Linked DNA regions of Hordeum vulgare: region 1 is linked to region 2. A link is a contact called in public Hi-C data. All regions are on one chromosome and are shown on one strand. Each heading gives the region's core, a stretch centred on a gene start, on an enhancer-like site or on the middle of the called end of the contact. The rest is flanking DNA. Distances are from core to core; before and after follow the strand shown.

What was found. Hi-C and Micro-C count contacts between places; a contact is called where the count stands out from the background.
Region 1: a Hi-C map of seedling shows a contact between it and region 2, with 4 times the contacts expected there. The contact joins the promoter of LOC123424383 here to the promoter of LOC123424372 in region 2. A contact is called at or near these places in 4 of 6 Hi-C or Micro-C datasets (leaf and seedling) and 1 of 1 datasets of contacts at active chromatin or transcription factors (embryo).

The regions. Positions count from the first base shown.
Region 1 is chr1H:64,835,281-64,840,040 of MorexV3_pseudomolecules_assembly, forward strand. It overlaps LOC123424383 (phosphoglycerate mutase-like protein AT74H), which reads left to right and starts at 2,598. Exons shown (of 3, transcript XM_045107993.1): 1 at 2,598-2,738.
Region 2 is chr1H:64,395,728-64,400,920 of MorexV3_pseudomolecules_assembly, forward strand. LOC123424372 (putative E3 ubiquitin-protein ligase RF298) reads right to left here and starts at 2,119. Exons shown (of 4, transcript XM_045107978.1): 1 at 1,901-2,119; 2 at 1,694-1,724; 3 at 1-1,587. The coding sequence starts at 1,570.

The DNA of each region.
Region 1 (4,760 bases), core at 1,348-3,847, 440 kb after region 2:
AGAGTGTCTCGGTCACGTCTGCATAGTTCCCGAACTCGCATGGTCAGCACACTTAAGGTTCAATGATGTTTCGGTATAGTTGAGTTATAGGTGTTGGTGACCGAAGGTTGTCACGAGGAGCTCCGGAATGGTCTGGAGGTAAAGATTGATATATAGGAAGTCCTGTTTTGGTCACCGGAAAAGTTTCAGGCTCATCGGTAGTGTACCGGGAGTGCCGAGAGGGTGCCCGGAGACCATCGGAAGGGGTGTGACGATCCAAGAGCCTTCTGGGCTGTGAGAAGAGGTGGACCAGCCCCTAGTGGGCTGGCCAAGGCCTCTCTCAAGGGCCCATGCGGCTAGGAGAAGAGATAAAAGGCAAAGAACTTTTAAAAGGAAGGAAAAGGAGGAGTCCTCCCAAAGTAGTCCACCTTCCCACAAGGAGGTGGACTCCTCCTTTGGTTCGGCCGATCCCTCTTCTTGGAGTAGGGGCCAAGGCAGCCTTCTCTCCTTTCCTCCTATATATACTAGAGGTTTTGAGGGTTTTTGAGACACAATAATCAACCACGTGCTGCCCTCTCTCTAGATCCGTTTCTCCTCTAGTCTAGTTTTCAGCGGTGCTTAGGCGAAGCCCTGCTGGACTAGCTCCACCACCATCGCCGTCACGCCGTCGCGCTGCCGGAGAACTCATCTACCTCTCCGCCCCCTCTTGCTGGATCAAGAAGTCAGAGATCGCCGTCTTGCTGTACGTGTGCTGAACGCGGAGGTGCCGTCCGTTCTGCGCTAGATCGGGACGGATCGTGGGACGGCGTCGATTTGGATCGCGAAGACGTTCCCCTACATCAACCGCATTTCTTAACGCTTCCCGCTTAGCGATCTACAAGGGTATGTGGATCCGATCTCCCTCTCGTAGATGATCATCACCATGATAGATCTTCGTGTGCGTATATTTTTTTTCCATGCAACCCTCCCCAACAAAATATGCATGAACTTTATTTATTTTTGTTGAAATTCTTTTAAATTGTAATCAAACGTATGTTTTTTTGCATGATAATACGTGTCTCATTCATATGATAAAAAACAAAGTACAAGTCACATAAAGACTGACATTACCAAAATCAAAAAGATAGCAGAACATTGCTGAGCCTGTCACCTGCTTCCGGCACCACCACAACATTCATTAAAGAAAAAAATGACAGATCACCTTCTCACCCTATTTTGACGCGGCTCCATTGTTGACATGCAGCTTTGCGGACATCCAAGGTGGCTCATCAAAATTAAAGTCATTGACATTGAACGAATCAGACCAGGGCAACACCCCGAACACGCCATCGATCTTCAGATGTCGTCAATGCACACCATAATCTGCATCCGCTCCTGGACTATCTCCCAAGCTTCGGACTGGCGTTGGAGCAAACACCTCGCCGAAGGAAAGAGGTGAAGGGACTCTTCTAACGACGACTAAATGCCTGTTCGGCAATGCTTCGTGAAACAAAGCGCACTTTGAGCAGTTCCACAAAATGTAACTGGATACCGCTCCGCTCCGACGTAGAGTCGTGGAGCGGAGAAAATCCGAACGCGGCCTAAGGTTTCTAGTCACCTGGCCGATAGAAAAAGAACGCGGCAAACCGGCACTTGATTGTGTAAGCAAACGTACGTGGACAATTTTAAATAAGGGGAGTGATCTGCGCCGGCGCGCCGGCCCCAGATTTTCGGCCGGCCGCGCGCGGGCCGCAGTATCCACCAACCCCTCGTCGTCCGCACCGTTGGATCAGCATGCAACATTTTCCTCCTATGCAGCAAAATTTTGATGCTGTGCAGCAATTTTTCAACGGTTGCAACAAAAAACAAAATTTATAGGAAAAAAAAATATCTACGTGATCGTAGCAAAAAAAAAAGCTGATGGTACGTGGTAGCAAAAGTCAAACGCCGGTTGTAACAAAAATTTACGTAACGTGTATGCAACTTTTTAGTGAACGGTTGCAGCAAAACATGATGCCGGTTGTAGCAAAAATTAACAGGTTGTAGCAAAAAGTAAAAAACATCGATTGTAACAAAAAAATCCGACGAACTAAAGTTGCAACCAAATGTATATGCAACTTTTTTATTAAAACAAAATATAGTAAAAAACGCTTTCAGCAAAAATAACGCTGGTTGCAACATATTTAGACGAAAAATGTTGCATCCATTGACCAGAAAAACGCGCGGGTGAGAAAAATGTTGCAAGAGCCGCGCGCACGAAGGAGCGACCGGCGCGTCGTTTCGGCCCGCGCGCGGTGGGAAACGATTCCCTTTAAATAACGTGCTCCTGCATCTGTGTCGACAAACTAATCCCTCTGTACGCCGACAAATACGATGTCCGGTTTAAAATAGAGCTTCGAAAATGCAGACCATGGAGATGGAAGATCGGAGCCGTCCCGTGGGGACGGAAACCACCTACCCCGCACCCACAGAGATCCGGCGCCCCGTGGCGGGCCCACATGACATCGAGAAGGCGATCTCCCTCTGCCTACCCCGAAGAAAAAGTCTTTGTTTCTACTCGCGCGGCCCAACGCACAGTGCTCCACCCACCCCACCCGCCAGCCAGACGGTTTAAAAGCAGAGAGAGAGAGAGAGAAAAACAATGCACTTCAATTCTTGTTCAAACACCCCCTCCCCCCGTCTCTCTCTTCCGCCTTTCTGGACCTCTCACGAGCAGGGGCGCCTCTCCTCCCTCTCCTCCGCGCGACGAAGGAGCCGCCAGACCACGCCGCGGCCACGAGGTACGTGCGACGCGAGCCCTTCCTCTCTCTCTCTCTAGATGTTCCGATTTATGCATGGCTCGGGCGAAACCCGCGATTTCGTGGCGGAATTGTCCGGCGGTCCTCTGCCTCGCGCTATAGCCCGCTTGGTCGACCCGTGCGTTTCAGTCTGGTTCGCTGGTGCTGGTTTGTTCGAGGGCTCGATTCCTGATTGGAATGGAATTCGTTGTCCTCCTTGTCGTTTGCCCTCCAGCCGGAACGGATTTGATTGGACGGGAGGTGGGAAATGGGGTCCCGTTGAGCAGGGGATCGGATGACGATGCGGGATTGCAGAGCTGGTGCTGGTTTGCCCCCCCACCCCCCCCCCCCCCCCCCCCCCCCCCCTGAGCGGATCTGATGGTGTAGTTCGTCGAGGGGTTTCAACTCGCAGATTAAGGATTTGGAATGCATGGCTAGGTTGGGCTACGCTTCAGATTATTGATAGGGAAATGTTGCTGAGTTTGCAATATCACATTGCTGAATTGGTGGTAGGTGCGGCAGAGATGTAAGCATAGGCACGCATTGCCTTTTTAAGGGGAATATGGATGCCTCAGTTTTCCACTTCTTGTCACCTGGCAACTACCTCTTTTTGTGTCGCTAGCATAGTTGGAATTGACATGTAAGTGTTTTGAAAAGGACACCTTACCAACTCTGTCCTCCACAAAGGAAAACAACGTTGTCCCTTTATCGCCATGAATGATAACATTTCTCAATAGCCATACTCACCTAAGGAAACAAAAATTGGATCCGGGGCTCTCAACCTGGTTTTTCGATATGAAAAATCGGTAAACACAGTTTGGAGCTTAAAAAATTCTGATTTTGTTTTCACGTGTAGATGCTCACACATGCCTGTAAATTGAAATATTATTTGTACTATTTGCTACACCCTCCGTTTCATAATGCAGTGCACATAGATATTTAAAAAATCAAACTTCGTAAACTTTGAACAAGTTTGTATGAATATGTGCATCTACAATATCAAATAAATATCATTAGGTACATCATGTGGTGTAGTTTTGTGTTGTACTTATTTGGTATTTTCTATGTTGATATTTTTCTCAATAAACATGGTCAAACTCTACAATATTTCAATTTTCAAGAAATATACACACAAGATATTATGGAATGACGAGAATATCACATATTCCCACATTTATATTTTTTGTATAGGAACGGTTTAAAATATTTTCAGTGAAATTTGTAGATATGGAGGCCACATATATATCATCAAGGTTTTCGAGTCGCAACTCATGCGAGTCGGTCAGGGGTAGCGACTCGGAAAGAGTCAAGCCTGTAGTTGCGACTAGTCACGACTCGCTTTTCGAGTCGACACTAAGTTGAGGTGACCTTCTTGTTGCGACTCATCGACTAGTTGACGACTAGTCGCGACTCGCTTTTCGAGTCGACACTAAGTTGAGGTGACCTTCTTGTTGCGACTCATCGATTAGTCGACGACTAGTGGAGCGACTCGAAATCCATGTATATCATGCTGGACTTTTTCAAATAATTTGGAAGGTTATCAACATGGTTTTTTGTTTTCTTTTTAAATTTCCAGGCTTCCTTAAGCCAAGCGACAACACTCTAAGCATTCACACATGCCCTAGAAAGAAACTTTTCTTTGTTAAATCCGACTGATAATGTACACTCCCCACAACACTGTCATGGTAAGTTTAATCATTCAACACAGAAAACAGAAGAATTATCTTGATGACATCCTCTATTTAGTCATCTTTTTAAGTTTCCAGATTTTACTTCTGCTGGTGAAATTCATAACAGTCTGTATGAAAAAAGGTGTACAAAAAGCCCAAAGTAGTAAAAAACAGTTCCTTATGGCAACATCAACGCGAATCACCAAACCACCACTAAACGTCTGGACCGGGATGTTCGGACATTTTTTGCCATCCAACACGGTGCCTCAAACGTCCGTGGAAACGTTTGGGTGTCCGAAATCCCGTAAACATGACACAAACTCGTGTGAGGTTTGCAGGAGTCCGGATCTCCGCC
Region 2 (5,193 bases), core at 869-3,368:
CCATTTCATCCTTCTTATCTTGTGGAATCCAGACCTTCTGATCCTCATCATATGCGAAGTTAATTTTGCTGCTAGGGTCTACAGCTTCAGTACTAGAATCATGATTCAAAGAAGGAGCAGAACCATCACTTGAGGAAGGTAAAGGCAAAGGCAATGGCAACGACAATGACAATTCTGTGCTAGCAGCTGATGCTGGGTCAGTGTTACTGGGGGGCTTAGCATCAAATGATGGAATGGAGGCAATGGTGCCAGTGGCCGTAAAAGAAAGGTCAACTGAATATTCTGACCCTTTCATGCTTGCAGCAAACCCTTTAGCAATTTTTGATGCACCTTTCAAGCTACATGTAGCTGAATCTGAAACCTGCCTGCATTTCCTCTCTAATGCTACAGTCCCACAAGAGATATGCTTGCCAGACCTAAGAGATCCTTTAGAGCCCAACGCTCGGGAATTCTTATCAAAGCTCATTAACTTCTGCCGGTGCAAGGAATCCCTCTTAGAGCTTCCCCTCTTGCTAGGGAACGGCTTATCATCCTTCACAGATTGGGTCGCAGCAGCAACAAATGGTTGTTCCTCTGCATGATCAGGCGTAGCAGCCGGGTGTTCTTTTGGCTTAACATTTGGTACCACAGGATGCATCTTGCCAGAGACACATGGCTTGCCACTTGGCACATTTGGGTTCACTGGTGTTGTGGATGAATCAGCCTTCACAGCATTGTAAGTGCCAGGTGGCACTGGAGTAAGTTTGCCGCGGAAAGTAACACCAGTCTGTGGGTTGGTAATAGAAACCGACAGATCGGAAGTTGGGGTTGGTTCATAGTTCCCTGCAACTGGCTGTGCAATCACTTGAGCACCCACGGCCGGAAGAGGAGCAGCGCTATAGTCCATGGCACAGGCATGGGCTACATTCATATCTGACATGAGCAAGCAAAACATCACATCGCCTGTGGTGTAGAACGGCTGGGCCTCATTGACCACCGCAACCAGGCTAGCAAGCACAACCTGCTCAATCTTCCTCATGTCCTCAAGGGAGGAGCCATCCCTGGGTAACATGTCCCCCTCGGTCTTGAGCACTTCGACCGCGGCTTCACTGAACCCAGCAAGGCTCTCCCTCCAGCTGTACTGTGCGGCTGCCCTCACGACGGCAGCCCTTGCTGCAGCCTCTGAGTAGCCCATTGTGGTGATCACACTGACAGCATTGTCGAAGGTTGTATCCAGACTCTTGAGAAGGATCTCCTCCAGCTGTGCCTCATTTGGGTCACTCCAATTCACATATCGCTGACACTCTAATAGCTCCTCCGCTGTGGCGTGGACGGCTTTGCAGGCATCACAGGTGCTCGGGATGAAGTCTAGATTGACACCCTCAGCAGCAGCGGCGGCCGCCGCCATGGCAGCCTTCTCGGGCGACATAAACTCAAACCCCACGCAGTCCGTCGTCAGCGGGTACTCCAGCCCGAAGGGGCCCAGCTCGCCGGACGGTGGTTCGGCGCGGAACTTGCGCTTGTTCCTGCTGCCTGCCTTCTCCTGCACGGTCGACCCCGACGCCGCCTCCTGGGTCGCGACGCTAGACATCAGAAAGGCCGCTCCTTCTGTACAGAAATCAAGTAATTCACCAACAGAAACGGCACCAGAAAATCTCTAAACAGCGAAAAAAACGTAGGAAAATTCTCCACGGACGGGAAGGATTAGACTGACCTTGTTCCTGGGCGCCGAATCAAGGAGAACCCTGGAAAAAATCGGAGAAAAATACTGTGAGATTCCGGAAGCTTCAACGAATCAGGAACCCAATATTTACTCGTGCGTCGCTAGTCCTATAGGATCAGAGATGGGGCGGGGGCGAAATCCTTGATCCGATCGGGCGCGGCCGGAGCCGAGATTGGGCGGACGGATCGAGGCGCGTACCGGGTTGGATCGGCGGGGGCCGAGGCGGGCGGCGGCTGGTGATCAGAGGAGTGGAGAAGGGAGGACTACGGTGTATGTATGGTGTATATAGAGGAGGTGGGAGGGGAGGAAGGAGGAGGAGATTAGAAGAAGGGGGAGGAGGCGTCTGAACCTCTTGGGGGTAAGAACCGTAGAGCGCCTGACGAGGGAGGAGTCACGCCATTCACCCTTCTTCCTTGGCCACCAACATTTCCCCCCTTCAGTTTTCTTCTTTTTTGCAGGAAGGATGCCACATTGCCACCTACATGCTCACCACCTAGGTGATGTCCTATGTGGAACTACCATGATCCAGGGCTGACATGGAGAGCGGACGGCTGATGTGGCGAACCGACTGCTGAGGGTTTCAGGTGTTTGAGATGTGAAGATGGTTTCAATCATGGGCGGCTGATGTGGCGAACCGACTGCTCAGGGTTTCAGGTGTTTTAGATGTGAAGATGGGTTGATTGACGTGAGTGCAGTGAGAGTGGTCGGCGACGACGTTTAGGGTTTGTTGAGGCGGTTGCATGGTTTGGCGGGAGAACGACGGGTTCTGCATGGTCTAATCGGTTTGATTATAGTAGGTCGGTCGGTCGGTAGGTGAAACGTTTTATTATAAACCGTCAATGTTTGGATTGGCTCGAAAGTGGGACACCAGATGTGTAGGTTATGTTTGGCTGGTGCGCACGTGCGAGATTGGTCCAGACGTCTAAGATTCTCTCTATATTTTTTTGTGATTCCGTGAGGATCAAGACTTATGATTTATGGCGCGACGGTGTGTGCAACGGCTAAGAGTAACGGTTGCATGCCCTGGCGGGAGAATGTAACTCACTTCTTACCGAGCACAAGGATTTTATTGATATGAGTGTATGTTCTCCTATAAACCATGATGGCAACATAGGTGATGTCCTCCATTCTCCTAACCGGAACAGGGACCATAGGATTTCTCCCATTTCATACGATTTTTACTCAGTGTTTACTGTAAAAGAACGTTAGTTGCCTTTTTTAGGATGGATTAATTTAGCAACTATAGTTAAGTTTGTAGGCTAACCAACTCATAAGTTCCACTAGTGTTATGCCCATCACTATCAAAAACATCAATATCAAAATGTAGATCAAGATATAGTGTGTTCATATTGAAAGCTAGAAAATGGTATGGCCACGTAAGCTGACACCTTGGCTATTTGGTTGGCCATGCCAGTCTTTCATTGTTGAATACACGTCATCATCTATAAGGTGGTACCATAAAGTTAGTATACGTAATAAAGGAGAGAAATAAATGAGTACAAATCTTTACAGCTGTTGGCGGAGCGTTTCCACTTAGAATTAAATATTTTTCTTTTATTGCTCTAGAGCAATAAATTGCGGTCTAGATAGAATTTTGTATCCATGTAATCTCATAAATGGGTACAAATCTTTACAGCCGTTGATGGAGTGTTTCCAATTAGAATTCAATAGCTTCCTTTTATGGCTCCAAGTAACAAATTGTGCCCAAGATAGCATTATATATCCATACGATCTCTCCAAACATATATTCCTACAGACATATGGATCAAGATATAGTGTGTTTATGTTGAAACTTAGAAAATGGTATGGCCACGTAAGCTGACACCTTGGCTATTTGGTTGGCCGTGCGAGTCTTGCATTGTTGAATACACGTCATCATCTATAAGGCGGTACCATAAAGTTAGTATACGTAATAAAGGAGAGAAATAAATAAGTACAAATCTTTACAACTGTTGATGGAGCGTTTCCACTTAGAATTATATATTTTCCTTTTATTGCTCTAGAGCAAAAAAATTGCGGTCTATATAGAATTTTGTATCCATGTAACCTCATAAATGAGTACAAATATTTACAGCCGTTGATGGAGTGTTTCCAATTAGAATACAATAGCTTCCTTTTATGGTTCCAGTAACAAATTGTGGCCAAGATAGCATTATATATCCATACAATCTCTCCAAACATATATTCCTACAGATATATAGAAAAATAATCTTGTACGAGTAGTCATGGTGCACCAAAAAAGATGGTTTGCTTTTGTTTATGGTAAGAGGCTAATATACCTCTCAAGTTGTTGTTAACACAATTTTCACATGGAATACAATGCTTATTTATGTTGTTATGGATGTGTAAATAAATAGCATTTTCAATCTATACAACCTTTGTAAGCATATCTATCATTGACATCACACAATTTTCCTCTCATATATTGTTTCACTCAATGTTGTTGGTGTTCTGCACCAAAAAATGGCGCAAAAAGTTGTTGTATAGCAATATATCAAGACTATGATTTTGACCCTACAGATTAGATGTGTTCTGGTATGCATATGATTATCGTAAATAGTATTTACCCTTCCCTCCCCGACTATTTACAGTTAGGTGGGAAGTTGGTTAAGTTGATAGGCATGAGCTATGGTGAGACTAGCATTAAATTAACATGAGTGTGGTGAGAGGGGTCGGCGATGCCATCTAGGGTTTGATATGTTATTTTTGCATGGTCAGTGGGACAACATAGGTTCTGCATGGGCTAATATGTTCGATTATAGACGGTCGGTCAAAAGTCGCAATAGTTAAGTTGGAACGATCAATGGCCAGATTGGCTGTGATGCCACGTGGTGAGGAGTTTATGTTTGGTTAGCACTTTACACGTGACAAGATTAGTTCATGCCGACCTTCTAGGGTGTTGTGGACCAGATCATGACCGATGCATCAAAGAGTGAGGTTCATGCTAGTACAAATGTTAAACCAATATATCGGCCAAAGGAAGACAGGGGGAAACCATTATCTATGTTCGGAAGCTTCCGTTGCCTATTTTGGAGGAAATTCCACATCAGTTTTCCAGCTGCAACTTCCCACCTAAACCTAATTCATTTTGGAAGGGTCTATCGCGTTTTAGGGGATGCATAACATGGAGGTTGAAGTTAGATTTCATTCAAACAAAAATGATGCATCATTCGAGGTCTTGAGTCAAAAGTTGTGCAAGTTTCAATGCAAGCTATTCGGAAATTAATTACAACACGAGGCTCAACGAGTTTGCTCGTGCTACAGCTTGGGGATCATGAATTTAGCCTTCATTTTGACGTGTTTTCACACCTTATTAGTAGATGCTTCTAGTATAAGTAATCCCAGTTGTTCCATGTGAAGGGGGGGGGGTGAAATTTCAGAGTTTATGTTTGTAGACAACCCGGTAAGGTTGTGTTGTGTTGAGAGCACTGGTATTATTGAGTGTTAGCTCGTGTGTGTGGATTGGAGGGTGTGTCCTCAATTCATATAGG